Linked DNA regions of Mus musculus: all the other regions are linked to region 1. A link is a contact called in public Hi-C and HiChIP or PLAC-seq data. All regions are on one chromosome and are shown on one strand. The core of a region is the stretch at or near the end of the contact, and the rest is flanking DNA. Distances in the headings are between cores, read along the strand shown. Region 1 has its middle 150 kb from the start of Gm12511. Region 2 overlaps Gm34687 (a long non-coding RNA gene). Region 3 overlaps Gm34687 (a long non-coding RNA gene). Region 4 has its middle 55 kb from the start of Gm34628. Region 5 has its middle 59 kb from the start of Gm34628.

Region 1 (2,524 bases), core at 12-2,511:
TCTCCTATGCTTGCCTCTTTTGTCCTATGAGCACCCGATCCTATTGATTGCATTTCCTTGAGGGGTACATCTTGCCATGGCTGGAAGTACTAGGGGGGAAACCCTAGAGGCTAATTTGAGAGAGAGAGAGAGAGAGAGAGAGAGAGAGAGAGAGAGAGAGAGAGAATTATGGCGCTCTCTCTCTCACTCTGTGTGTGTGTGTGTGTGTGTGTGTGTGTGTGTGTGTGTGTGTGTGTGTTCTCATTTACAGACACACTTCTAAATTAGAAGCTGGCTTTTGCCTCTGCTGTGGCAAGACAACCCTAAACCTGCTGCCAGGGCTTTAAGATGGAATACAAATACTCCCCTCCAATCTCTTCAGAGAAAACAAGAGCCAACAGCTTGCCCCAGGCATCTAGCCAGGCTCCTTTCAATGCAGGATGGGCACATGGGAGCTGTTCAGCAATCCCTCCTCTCCTTCTGCAAACACTCCCATGGCCAGCTGCAGGGCAGGCCCATAAGCAGAGTTGGTCCCTGAGCGGATGCTCAGATCCACATCTCACTCAGGGTCTGGCCCAGGGCCCCTCACCTCAGGCCAACAGCAGCTAGTCATCTGGAAAGGACTCCAGTCATCCACTGGACAGGGAGGGGATCACTAAAATGGGGTAGGATGCTGACCTCACACCCTGCAGGCAGGCCTCAGGGAACTCACCTTGCACTGCTGTGACTATAGACACACACTTGCCACCAACTTGTCTATATAGCTCATTGTGCTTTTCTTTATGGGATTCTTTTTCATAAAATCAATAGTGATCTATTTGAGGGACATTTCAAAGACATACAAGTTATTCTTCTAGTCAATTCCACAGCTCAAATCTCTAGCTCCTAATAAAAAAAATCCATGCTCAATAAATGGTGAACAAAAGGGCAGAGGAGAAGGAAAAGAGGGAGGAGAGAGGAGCTCTTTGGGGTGGGGGAGGTCTAATTTGTCCTTCTGTATTCAGGTGGCCTTTTCCTCCAAATCTACCTCAGACTGGTGGTAGCCTTAAAGTGTGTGTGTTTTTTTTTAATGACTTTCGTAACTTCCATGGTAATGACTTAGCACAGTCGGGGCCACTTCATGTCCAGCAGAGCAGTACAGCCCACGTGCTGTCACTTACATCGCCAACTACTCTATGTCATCACTATGCCTCAGGATTTCTCAGTCTCAGCCCTGGGGACACAGGAGCCAAGGACTGGCAGGGCCATCCCGTGGTCGTCATTCAGCACTCACCAGCAACTCTGACCTCTTCCCGCTCCCTATATGGCCTTCTCAGAGTTGTGACAACCAAAGAATTCTTCCAGGCATTACTAAGTGTTCCCTGCGGCTCAACATTGCTTCATTTCAAATCTCTCTGTTAATTCCAAATACTAGGAAACTGAGGCAGATCAGTTAAGCCAAGCGAGTTGCCCACTGTTATATATGTGGGAATTCCTCCCAAACCTGCCTGGTTCTATTGATTTTTACCAGACCACCTTTCTGTCAAAAGCCAGGACTAGCTGCCCAGGGGACCTTTGTTGGGACGCACTACAGGCTCACCCCCTATCCCTGCTGCTATATCACAGTTCAAACAACTTGAGATCCCTGGCATGCAAGCAGAGCCTCCCCAGCAGTGTGGCTGAGCGAAAGGCCAAGCAGCTTGGAAAACATTTACTCATGCTCTGGCCAGGCCTGGAGACATTGCCAGTGATAAATCATATCTCTTAATTATCTGCGATCCTGAGGCCAGCCAAGATTTCCCTCTGGTGACAAATATTTGCTACAAGACACACACACCCCAATTCCCCCCAGAGGAGAAGCAGCTTAAAGAGAGGTCTGAGCTGGCTTCCTGTCAACCCTCCTCCTGTCCACCCATCCCTCAGGAGCTGGGTCCCTGCCTGGGCATGCCTCTTTTTGAAATTCCCAGCTTTCTGTTGGGGTTTTAGCATTGTGTGCTCTTGGAACAGTTCCCAAATTAGAGAGTCACTTGCTTATGCTAATCAGGGACGAAACAGGAAATAGAAGGGCATAGGGTCTGGGTTCAAGTCAACTTGGGACAGGAAAAGCATCTCCTCTTGGTCAGAGCCCTCCTCAGTATAAGGCTACGGCCCTGGCTTGTCGGCTCCTACACCTGCTAGTCTGTCTAGGGCTCTCTAGAGTCTTATTGCTATCCACTCCTCCCAATGGCCACAGTCATGCTGAACCTACTGAAAAGCTTTTAAACATGATGGCATATATTACTGCTTTCCTCTCTTCACTGACCAGAAAACACCTATTCACGATCTGAAATCTGCTGTAAATAAATGCCCCAGCCCCACCCCAGATCCCGTGTGTTTCCCTATCCCCCTGTGCCTCTGCAGCTTGCACCAACAGCAGTTTAACCTGATGTCCACTGACTTGAAGTGGATATTCAAACCATTTTCTCCCAGGATCTTCCTTCTCACAAAGCTTGGTTTTCGTTGACCCGACGATGTGTAGCTTGCTTGGGTGTTCTCCGAAGAGCCTACAAAGAGCTTTTTGATGCTC
Region 2 (2,524 bases), core at 13-2,512, 960 kb before region 1:
TGGCTTTTAGTTTCATTTATAAGTCCTTCCCCCCACAATGGAGCATAGGAACCTGTCCTAAAAATGCCATCTCCAGTGTGAGCTGTGCAGGCTGAGGCTGCCAACCTGGTAGGCAGGGCATGGATGACATTCTAGGGAGGTATACCCAGCAGCAGTTTTGACAAAGTAGGGTTTCAGGGGCTTAGAGTTGCAGCTGGTATACAGTAGGAGCTCAATCATTGCTTCCTAGCAAACTGTGGCATGCTGAAGTGTAACAGGAATCCTGGAGTTTATGAGCCTAGGACCACAAACAATTGGAAGTGAAGACAGGATGAGCTGTGCTGGTGGTCTGGGAAGACAGGAGACACCCCCAAAACTTTATGGGTTTTTTCCCTCCAGCCAGCAGGCTTTGTGGTGTGTGTGTGTGTGTGTATGTGTGTGTGTGTGTGTGTGTGTGTGTGTGTGTGTGTGTGTGTGTGAAGAGAAACTGTGGCAGTCACCCTGAGCTTAGTCTTATCCCTTGGGTCACGTGGTCAGCCATGATGGCGAGACTTATGATGTCTTTGCCTCTCTCATCTTCAGTCCTTGCTCTTCCTTCTTCTCGGGACACATGGCCTAAGACACCACCACCACCACCACCACCACCTCCTCCTCCTCCTCCTCCTCCTCCTCCTTCTCCTTTTTCTTCTTCTAGATTTATTTATTTATTTATTTATTTATTTATTTATTTATTTATGTGTATACACGGTAGCTGTCTTCAGACACACCAGAAGAGGGCATCGGATCCCATTACAGATGGTTGTGAGCCAACATGTGTTTGCTGGGAATTGAACTCAGGACCTCTGAAAGAGCAGTCAGTGCTCTTAACCGCTGAGTCATCTCTCCAGCCCTGCTAAGACACTTCTGAAACACAGGTCATGTCAGCATTTGCAGGTCTCACCCTTGTTCTTCTCCAGGGCTACCTGGACTGGAGAGTTCACTCTGAGCAAGATAGTCATCAGTGGTGCATATGCACTAAGCCACCCGTGACATGTGCAAAGTGTCTGTTTTCTTATCCCCCACCATGAATGGATGGCCAACTCGGATGTTCATAGCCCAGACGTTTCAAAGGATCCTTAATGAAAATAACACACAAATTCACTTAGGCTCAATTTTGTTTTTGGAAGCTCATGGACAATTTTATTAGAGTCTCAGAGAAAAACAACAACAGGGCAGGCATGCTTTAAGTCTCAGCAGCTGCTGGGGGAGAGACGGGGAGAAGGGAGGACGAGAGAAAGTCATGCTTATGAGTTAGGCATGAAGGTTAGCAAAATGGCGGCAGGCCAAGCATCTGTGTAGGGAAAGAGCAGGGTGCTCTGGAGGAAGGGAAGCCCCAAGTGTCAGAGGCTTTGGCCTATATCATAAGGAAAGAGAAAAGAAAAAAGAAAAAGGAAAAAGAAAAAGGGAAAACTTGTGCTTTTCTGAGTTAGTACCCAGACTGGTGGACAGATCCACAGTTCTGTAAGCCACCGCTAGGCTCAGCTTTTAATGGGGGTGGGGGTGAGTGGGGTGTGGGGTGTCTGTGGGTTCTGCCATGTGAGGACCAGCCATGCAAACCTGCACATGAGTATAAAACAAGGCCCCAGTGGGCAGAGATGGAACAGTCCTGGAGACAGGGCAACATCTGCGGCAATGTCCCCAGTGTACAGGGGGGCCTGACCACACATTTAAGCAAAGCAACACGAGATGCAGTCATGGTAGCATTGAATTCTTCTCCTTCGCCATCACAGGCATTGAACCCAGTGCTTTGTGCATACTAACCATTTGCTCTACCACTGAGCTACACTGCCATTCCCACAACTGTGTGTTAGTAAGCACTTGTCTCCCTCAGAGTTAATAATCTGCCACGTCCAACATGGCCTAGTGTGGAAACGTGAATGGGCTGCCCTCTTCTGGTGTGTCTGAAGACAGCTACAGTGTACACAAATAAATAAGTAAGTAAATAAATAGATTTTTTTTTTTTTTTTTAGAAGAAGAAGTGTCTTAGGCCATGTGTCCCGAGAAGAAGGAAGAGTGAGGGATGGAGATGAGAGACACAGGGTCACTGAAAAGCTTCTATCAGACAGGCTGTGTGAACCTTAGTGGAACTGTGTCAATAACACAACTGCACTCTGGGACCTCGGTTTTTATTATGCCCAGCATAGGGCGTGGGGCTAGCTGGACTATAGGAGGTTTCTGTAGGCGAGCAGTCCCAGGCTGTAAACACACAGCAGGAGGAAGCTGTAGTTACTAGCTTCTGCACACACTGCAGGCATTTGCACTCAGACCAGAGGCAGGCCTTGCCATCCTCTGAGTCACCGGGCTTATGAACTGGGGATAGGGGAAGTGGGCACATGCAGGCTCCTGCTCGCTAGCAAAGGTTTCCTTTCTGATTCAGTCATTGTCTCTTCACCCGACCGCCTCCTAAGCTCTGCAGTTTGATCTTCTGAGGGTCTGACTGTCAGTTGGTACCGTACTTTTCTGAGTGACTGAAAACCCATTTAAAGAGTCCTTGCCTGTGCCTGTA
Region 3 (2,524 bases), core at 17-2,516, 920 kb before region 1:
AACTCACTCTGTAGACCAGGATGGCCTTGGACTCAGAAATCTGCCTGCCTCTGCCTCCCAAGTGCTGGGATTAAAGGCGTGCGCCAACTACCACCCGGCTATTATTATTATTTAAAGTCAAAATATAATTATGTAATTTCTCCCTTCCTTTCCCTCTCTTTAATCCCTACCATGTTTTCCTCTGGTTCCCTTTCAAATTCATGGGCTCTTTTCTCATAATTGTCATTGTTACACATACACACTCACACAGACACACAGACACACATACACAGACACACAGACACACAGACACACAGACACACAGACACACAGACACACAGACACACACACACACACACACACACACACACCCAACATAACTTGCTCAGCCTGTTTAATATTACTATTTGTGTGTGACTACATTACAGTACATGTGGGGAGGTCAGAAGACAATGTGTGGGAATTGATTCTCCATTTCTACCATGTGGCTCCTGGGATTCAAACACAGGTCATGAGGCTTGGTAGCTCTACCTTTAGCTGATGGTCTTTCCCTCTGGCTCACATCTTGTATTTTAAATTCACTCAGTGATCCTATGAGGTAGACTCATTATACACCTAGAAAAATTGGAACTCCACAGAGACTATGTTTTGATTTAGGCTTTTATAGCCAGAGAAACGTAATAGCTGCCAAGGAGTAGGTACACAGCGATTACACCTCTGCACAGGATACTATCTCTGTGCTAAAGTTAGAGAAACAAACTGTGGCAAAACACTCACAACCAAAGGTTACACCGTGTCATAGTTCAAGGAAGACTGTGGTTTCTTGAGAGACTCAGTGAATCACTGGACTTGGGATTGGATAGCTCTGTGGGTTCCAAATGGCTTCTGCCCTTGACCAGAACTGGCTAGTCCAAAGGTACACAGCTGACCACAGGGCATTCAGACTGGTGTCTACCCAGCCACTTACTCCATTCTCCATGCAGATCTGGAGTGAGATGTAGCAACTGGCATCTGCCAGTCTTGGGCCCTTGATCTGCTGATGGAATAGAGTGGAGAAGGGAATTAAAGCAGGATTCCTTGTGTACTTTGTTGTATTAGAATGTACCTCTCTGAGACTCTTATAGGAGAAGAGAAGGAAATAGGCTTTGAAAAGAGGAATTGGATTTATGGTGCATCCCAGGGTCTCTACGATTTTGCCCAGTGACCTTGGAGTGAGGAAACCCAAGACAGCTGTGACTTGGCAGCCAATGGGCCTAGATCCAGGGATTTTGGCTTCACTCGGCTGTAGGGGTGGAACAAAAGGAGGGGGAGGCTTGTGTTTCACGCTTGCATCAGGCATTTGGAGAGGATCACTATCCTCCAAAGAGATGAAGATGAATTCTGTGTTGCCTTGGTGACATAAAGGAAAATTATCAGATCTACTTCGAATGTGAGTATTTCACAGCCGTCATTAAATTTTTGTCTGAATTTTGCCAGGAAGGCTAGAGATGCACATATCTGGGGTTTAAAACAAATTCATCATGTTTCTTAAGCAGTCGTAACAGTCTCCCTCCCTAAAAACTGTGATGGGTGGGGGAAGCGGCTCAGAGACAGCAATGACTTCAAGCTGAGCAAAAAGATTCCCTCCTTGAGTTCTTGGCTCGAATCATGCATCCACCCTGAGAAATGTACTTTGTCCGCTCGCAAGTTATTTTTCTCCATCTTCTACGAGGCTGGAGCTGGCAACTCTGTTTATTGTGCACTGAGGGATTAAGTTGCTCCTCTGTGCAGCACAATCGTCATTCAACACCAGCTCAGGAAAGCAGGAATTGGTGTTTTGATTGCTGTTACCATGGTGACCAGTGGCCTGTTAGTTTGATGACCAGCAATGCTTTAAGTAACTGTGCTGAGGACTCCGGTCTGACGGGCATGGTTTCTTCTTCCCGTTACCTCACTTCTTGCGTGTGGCAAGTAGCTCACGTCACGGTTTTAACATGCCCAGACACACTCAGGGAAGGGCAGGAACGAGCAGAGGACGTCATTCTCAGAGGCTGGATGCTGCTGTTGCTTGGTTAGGATATCCTGTGAGGCCAAACAAACCCTGTCCCTGCCATTACAGCTTCTCCTGGGACGAATCATAGACCTTTTTTCTTCTGTCTTCTGCATAGGGTCTAACCTCTCTTAACTCAGAATGCAGCCATAGGCTCTTGGAGGTCTTCATTTGGTGCCACACTTATATTCCAACTAAACATTTGGTCTCCTAGACCTTTTTCAAAGTTTGAGCCTTAGTCCCACCTAGGATCTGGTAGCCTCCGGGGAAGTCTCTTATTCCTACATGTGTCACATGGTGGCAGGTGCTCTGGCTGCCTTCCAAATGTCTCTTCTGCCATCCTCTGTCCTTTATGGCACAGAGAATGTTTGTTCCCCTTGGGGCCTTGCCTTGAGCTGAGTGTGTGCCTCCAGTAGCTATGCTTTGCTTAATTTTTTTTTTTTTTTAGCTCAACCCTCCTCAGCATCTCTATGATCCACAATTCCTCTTTTCCCAGCCCAGAATATTCTCTGCTTC
Region 4 (2,524 bases), core at 8-2,507, 810 kb before region 1:
TTCCTAGGTGCGGAGGAGACTAGAGTTGGATAATCCTGAGGGTGGATGAGAATTTTTCTGCATTTGCAAAGGTCACTAGTGACTTTTAGGGACCCACATCTCAGCCTCATGAGGAAGACATGAAGTCTTTTCAGAGCTCAAAGGTGAGTCACAGTTGAGAAACAGCCGTGGCTGTGGGGTCCACTGAGAAATATACAATGTTATCAGAAGGAGACAGTATCTCTTAGGGGCTGAGGGTATTTCTGGAGTGTTTGCAGTGGGGAGGATGTGAGTCAGGAGATGGATGAGGGAGAGTAGCTAGCTTGGGTGAAGCAATGTCTTCATCCATGGGCTCTTTGCTTTCCATGCAAGTGCTTTAGGGTGGGTTTCTTCATCCTTGTCTGACCCGTGAGTGTGAGTAACTCTACCTCTGAGAGTGCTAACTGAGGAGCCAGGCTTGTTTCTGACTGGTGAGCTAGTTGCTCCAATTCGGGAATCTGCACTCAGAGCTTAGAGCCACAGGGACATGGGTACTACTTAGCAATGATTGACCCTCTGAGTGAGAGAGGAGATAAACAGGTGTGTGCGTGCGTGCGTGCGTGCGTGCGTGCGTGTGTGTGTGTGTGTGTGTGTGTATATATATATATATATATATATATATATATATATATATAGAGAGAGAGAGAGATTGATTATCAAAGCAGCTTCAGGCCTCCTAGGTTTGATCTGGACCTGGGCATCAGGCCAGTGCAGCTTGTCAAACCAGGTTCTGTGGGACTGTGCCCAGGGCTGCTGAGAACACATAGCTCTGATCGGTGTGTACAGGCTTGTTTGACTTGAGCTGGGTTTTGCTTTCCATCAGAGGGACACCTGAACCTCCCCTGTAGGTAGTAACTCAGGCTCCGTCCCTATTGCTCTTGTTTGCTTTGGTTACTCAGTGCAGGAAGCCTCTGTCTCCGTGAATGGATCCTTTCTGAGTGCTGAGAGCATTCTTGGCAGAAGGAAGCGTTTCCACTTCTATGGTGGTGGCTACCCCTATGGAGGACCTGCTCTAGGTCTCACGTTCTGCCAGGGACTTTGTGTGCCTCTGACTCACAAGCACGCTGGCCAGGTGACTGCCACCACATGCGTGAGGACTCTGTGGCTGTGTGAGGGTCACTGAGCTGCCCAGGGTCATACAATCCTGGGGTTTTTGTTGTGTCTTCCTTCTCTTAGTTGCCTCTTACTCATCACCGTGACCCGACTCACCAACATGTGTCCATGTATCCAGTGCCAGACAGCCTGCACCTTGGCCCACATGCCCCATTATGGGGCCCCATGACTTAACCCTCTATTGTTTCTTTTAGAACAGAGGCTGTACATAAAAATAGCAATAAAACTCTTTACAATTCACCTCCCAGCCTTCGCTCTCTGCTCAGACCATCTGCTTCTTAGTGCCCTAGAGGGAATGATCGGAGGGTGAGTCTGACCACGTCACTTCGGAATTTCAAAGCTCTCGGTGGCTGGTCCGTAGCTGCTGGACAGAGGCCAGACCTCTTCCTTTGGCACACAGAGCATCCCTTCATGACTTGGCTCCTGCTCATTTCCCGAGCATCACCTTTCACAATTCCTGCCTCCAGACCACTTATGTTTCTGAGCATGACACTGAATAGCTTCCTATACTCCTTGGCCCTACTTTGCTTATGACGTTCCTGTGACCCGGCTTTCCCTTATCCATTTCCTTATTTGGTGAACTCTCAAAAGAGAACCTTTTCTGTTACATGATTTCCAAACTGCCCAGGTGGAATCAGTTCTGGAACATTCCTCATGGAATTTTCCTTGGTTATCTTTCTGACTTCCATAGAGTTCGTGGGCAGATCATCAAAGTCTATACACCTTGCTGTCCTGGAGGCCAGCTCTGGGCTCAGTGTGCAGCTGGCACCAGTCAATGGGCTTTTGGTGCAACTCTGCATTTCCAGAGATGCCATAGAGCTAGTTTAGTGACCTCAGAGGCTGGTGGGGGTCACTTAAGGTCATATTTTCACCACAATGTTCAGATTGGAACTAGCTGGAGAAGTTGGGTGAAGGGTCAAAGTCCATCTCAATTTGTAGCTGGACCAGGCTCACCTTACATACAAAGAAGAATAACACCCTTTTCTGTTTTCCTACCTCTAAAGGTGCCTGATGGGCTGGTGAGAAATTCTCACACAGGAATATTTTGTGGTCCTGCAAAGAAAGAGATCAGGTGCTTAATGATATAACTTTAATTAGGGACTCTCTTAATTTAGAATCAATTTCTGTTCTCATCACCATCCCCTTCCTTCCCCTACCAAAGGTGCCATGGCATTTGTACACGAAATCTACTAGTCTCTCTCTGTATTTCAAGTAGCTACTTCCTAAATTTGGATTAAATTGAAAAACTCTATCTTTATGGGATGGAAAATGTTGCCATGTCCTGTTTAGGGATAAGGGGACTCAGGTTTAATTACATTTTTGACAACCATATCCTGTGTGTGTGTATGCATACATGTATGATTTATTTAAACAAAGTCCCATTATATAGCCC
Region 5 (2,524 bases), core at 8-2,507, 700 kb before region 1:
CTCAGTGCAGTGCAACATGCTGGTTTGGATCCTGGAACAGCACACCATTGGTGGGAAACCTAATGAAAGCAGAACAAAGCATCAAAGTTCAGTTTTTCCATTGTCAGGGCTGTACTATGGAAAGGCGAGGTGCTAGCACCAGGAGAAACTGAGAAAGACACTCTTTCCTGTGACCTGAAAATAATTCTGAAACAAGTGTTTGTTAAAATGCTTTTCTGAGAGGATTTTCTCTGCAGTTCTACTTGAAAAAGAAAAAATGGAAAGCAACTTGGCTACCCAATTTTGATGCCTCACTGATGAGATAGCAAGTCAGCTCGCTCAGTGGTGGTTTTCGAATCATATTTAATATAAGAAGATACTTACAATAGTTTAAGTAAAGTAGAGATGTTTAGAATATTATATTATTAAAATTGGTGCTCATAGAAAATTAAAGAGTGTTCTGAGATAATAGGATGAATGGAGAATTTTTTTTAATTGTGAATATCTGTTACTTTCTGGCTTACAACTATAGACAAGGAAGTTAGCTAAGGCTTCCTCATCTGAAAATGAAGAAAGGATGATTAAAATTTATAATATTTTGAGCTCATCTATACATGTATCAACATACAGGTATAGGAATATATATAAAACCTTGAATATGTGTGTGCTTGCCAGTCCCCACCGCCATGAACCTTGTGTTGGTTTGACAGTACATTCTTTAGTTTAATTTCTATTTGTAAAATCATCAGTCAGATTGCCCTGACACAGGCTTGCTAGTGACAGACTGAGCTCTGAGAATCAAGCTCAGATGTCCACATATAAACTGTTAGCTTTGAGTAAGGTGAGGTCTCCCCAAGGGATCGGAATGACTCACACGCTTACATTAGTCCTGACCACAAGTAAACTTGGCATTCACAATCTCCATTTAGAATCTGTCCATCAGGATGGAGTTGCTAGAGAGAGGATTTGGTGAGAAGAGAGTGACCAGGGACCCGCCTCCCTGTCATCTCAGCAGTTTCATGTCTGGCACTTTATCAGGTTGACCTCAGTTTTCCTTTTGCTCTAGTGAGTTGTCTCAGAATGGGACAAAGAGCATTAGCCAGTTAACCTGTCTGGTATCATTAAACATGAGCTCACCTGGTTATTTCCCTAGCTCTGATCAAGACCCACAACAGAGGCTCCACTGACTTGGCTTTGCACACTGCTTGTCCAAGGCTGGTCAGGCTGACACAGCATCCATTGTCTTGACAATGGCTTTCCTCACTGGGAGTGAGCAGATTTGACAACTCCTCTGATGAATGTCCACATGTGTTAGTAAGTGAGTCAACGGTCTGGGTCTAGGCAAATCTATAACTCTGACAAGGAAGATTTTTATGAGCCTAAAGATGGAAGGCACAGACTGTAGACCCTGCTAATTGCTCCAGATAATGACTCCCTTCAGACCTTGTTGGGTCTTTTCTTTCTTCTGACTGCTCCAAGTATCATTTTCCCTAGAATGTGTGGCAGACTCATTTGCTTTATGGTATCCACCCTGTCCATTCATATCGTATTGAGAAGGCCTGGCTAGTCCCTCGGTAATGTAGCTGAGCATCCAAAAGGAGTGAGCTTTTCAGCATTATGGTCAAAATACTGGCATGTGAGGACCCTGTGCCCTGGCCCTCTAGGGCTGACTAATTCCTAGGTCTTGAGACTGCTGGTGATCCTTCATGTCTACTGTTCATCAGGGCTTGCTGTAGCTGGCAAATCATGAGGATTTGAGTCAGCAATTTTGTTTAAAACCTTTTGGGCTAATTATCTAGGTGACCTTGCATGAATCAGCTTTTGGATCCCATTAACAATAAAATTAAAGCTAACAATACTTACCACACAGTATGGCTATGAATTTAGTCACTAAATTTTTTTTTTTTACCATACGTGTTATTACTCCTCATGAATCATAATTCAGATGTGTGTCTATGTGTGCTATGATATTTCTGAAATGTGAAAAGATTAGAGGATTTTTTGTTGTTCTAAAAAGTGGAAATGTAGTCTAACTGGCTAGTATGTAGTGTGTATGTAATACATCCATTTTAAAGATTTATTTTAAATGTGTATTATGTGTGTGTGGTTGTGGTTACGTACTCCTGAGGCAAGGTCTTGTGTAGGCCAGAGAGGACATGAGTTTCCTCAGAGTTGGACTTATAGACAGCTGTGAGCTGCCCAGCATGGAGGGTTCTCTGTAAGAACAGTAGGCTTTTTTTTTTCAATTTTTAAAATTAAATTATTTTATTTATTTACATTCCAAATGTTGCCCCCTTTCCTAGTTCTCCCTCCCAGAGTTCTTCACTTTATCCCCCCTCCCCTATGCCTCTGAGAGGGTGCTCCCCCACCCTCCCACACCTCACCCCTCCCGCCAGCATCCCCCCTTCTCTGGGGCATCAAGTCTCTATAGGATTAGGTGCATCCTCTCCCACCGAGGACAGGCTGTGGATCCATTCCTCCAGCTCCTACTCCAGTTTTTAAAGAGCTGACAAGTTATAGTGCCTCCCAACTGTACAATTGAATA

The links. A called contact is a pair of places that touch in the nucleus more often than the background predicts. HiChIP or PLAC-seq counts read pairs in DNA pulled down with a chosen protein or histone mark.
Region 2: a contact with region 1 is called in a Hi-C map of uterus. The contact joins two enhancer-like sites. A contact is called at or near these places in 3 of 39 promoter capture datasets (the 3T3-L1 cell line and cranial neural crest), 4 of 484 Hi-C or Micro-C datasets (the C2C12 cell line, the HL-1 cell line, muscle stem cells and 1 more) and 3 of 115 datasets of contacts at active chromatin or transcription factors (embryonic stem cells, fibro-adipogenic progenitors and stem cell-derived neural progenitor cells).
Region 3: a Hi-C map of uterus shows a contact between it and region 1, with 5 times the contacts expected there. The contact joins two enhancer-like sites. A contact is called at or near these places in 1 of 484 Hi-C or Micro-C datasets (uterus) and 2 of 115 datasets of contacts at active chromatin or transcription factors (astrocytes and embryonic stem cells).
Region 4: a FOXA1 HiChIP or PLAC-seq map of pancreatic cancer cells shows a contact between it and region 1. The contact joins two enhancer-like sites. A contact is called at or near these places in 4 of 115 datasets of contacts at active chromatin or transcription factors (embryonic stem cells, extraembryonic endoderm stem cells, pancreatic cancer cells and 1 more).
Region 5: a FOXA1 HiChIP or PLAC-seq map of pancreatic cancer cells shows a contact between it and region 1. The contact joins two enhancer-like sites.

What each region holds. Positions count from the first base shown.
Region 1 is chr4:55,721,263-55,723,786 of GRCm38.p6, reverse strand. No RefSeq gene overlaps it. Among named protein-coding and RNA genes, the nearest start is that of Gm12511, 150 kb to the right of the region's middle. Within about 2 kb of position 1,261, at least 70 of the 459 cell types and tissues checked have an H3K27ac peak or open chromatin away from gene starts, as enhancers often do. A contact at or near this core is called in astrocytes, pancreatic cancer cells and uterus, where this site is marked.
Region 2 is chr4:56,681,114-56,683,637 of GRCm38.p6, reverse strand. All of the region lies in intron 5 of Gm34687 (a long non-coding RNA gene), which reads left to right. Among named protein-coding and RNA genes, the nearest start is that of Gm26144, 3.3 kb to the right of the region's middle. Within about 2 kb of position 1,262, at least 1 of the 459 cell types and tissues checked has an H3K27ac peak or open chromatin away from gene starts, as enhancers often do. A contact at or near this core is called in uterus, where this site is marked.
Region 3 is chr4:56,643,518-56,646,041 of GRCm38.p6, reverse strand. All of the region lies in intron 6 of Gm34687 (a long non-coding RNA gene), which reads left to right. Among named protein-coding and RNA genes, the nearest start is that of Gm26144, 34 kb to the left of the region's middle. Within about 2 kb of position 1,266, at least 130 of the 459 cell types and tissues checked have an H3K27ac peak or open chromatin away from gene starts, as enhancers often do. A contact at or near this core is called in astrocytes and uterus, where this site is marked.
Region 4 is chr4:56,532,079-56,534,602 of GRCm38.p6, reverse strand. No RefSeq gene overlaps it. Among named protein-coding and RNA genes, the nearest start is that of Gm34628, 55 kb to the right of the region's middle. Within about 2 kb of position 1,257, at least 71 of the 459 cell types and tissues checked have an H3K27ac peak or open chromatin away from gene starts, as enhancers often do. A contact at or near this core is called in pancreatic cancer cells, where this site is marked.
Region 5 is chr4:56,418,039-56,420,562 of GRCm38.p6, reverse strand. No RefSeq gene overlaps it. Among named protein-coding and RNA genes, the nearest start is that of Gm34628, 59 kb to the left of the region's middle. Within about 2 kb of position 1,257, at least 28 of the 459 cell types and tissues checked have an H3K27ac peak or open chromatin away from gene starts, as enhancers often do. A contact at or near this core is called in pancreatic cancer cells, where this site is marked.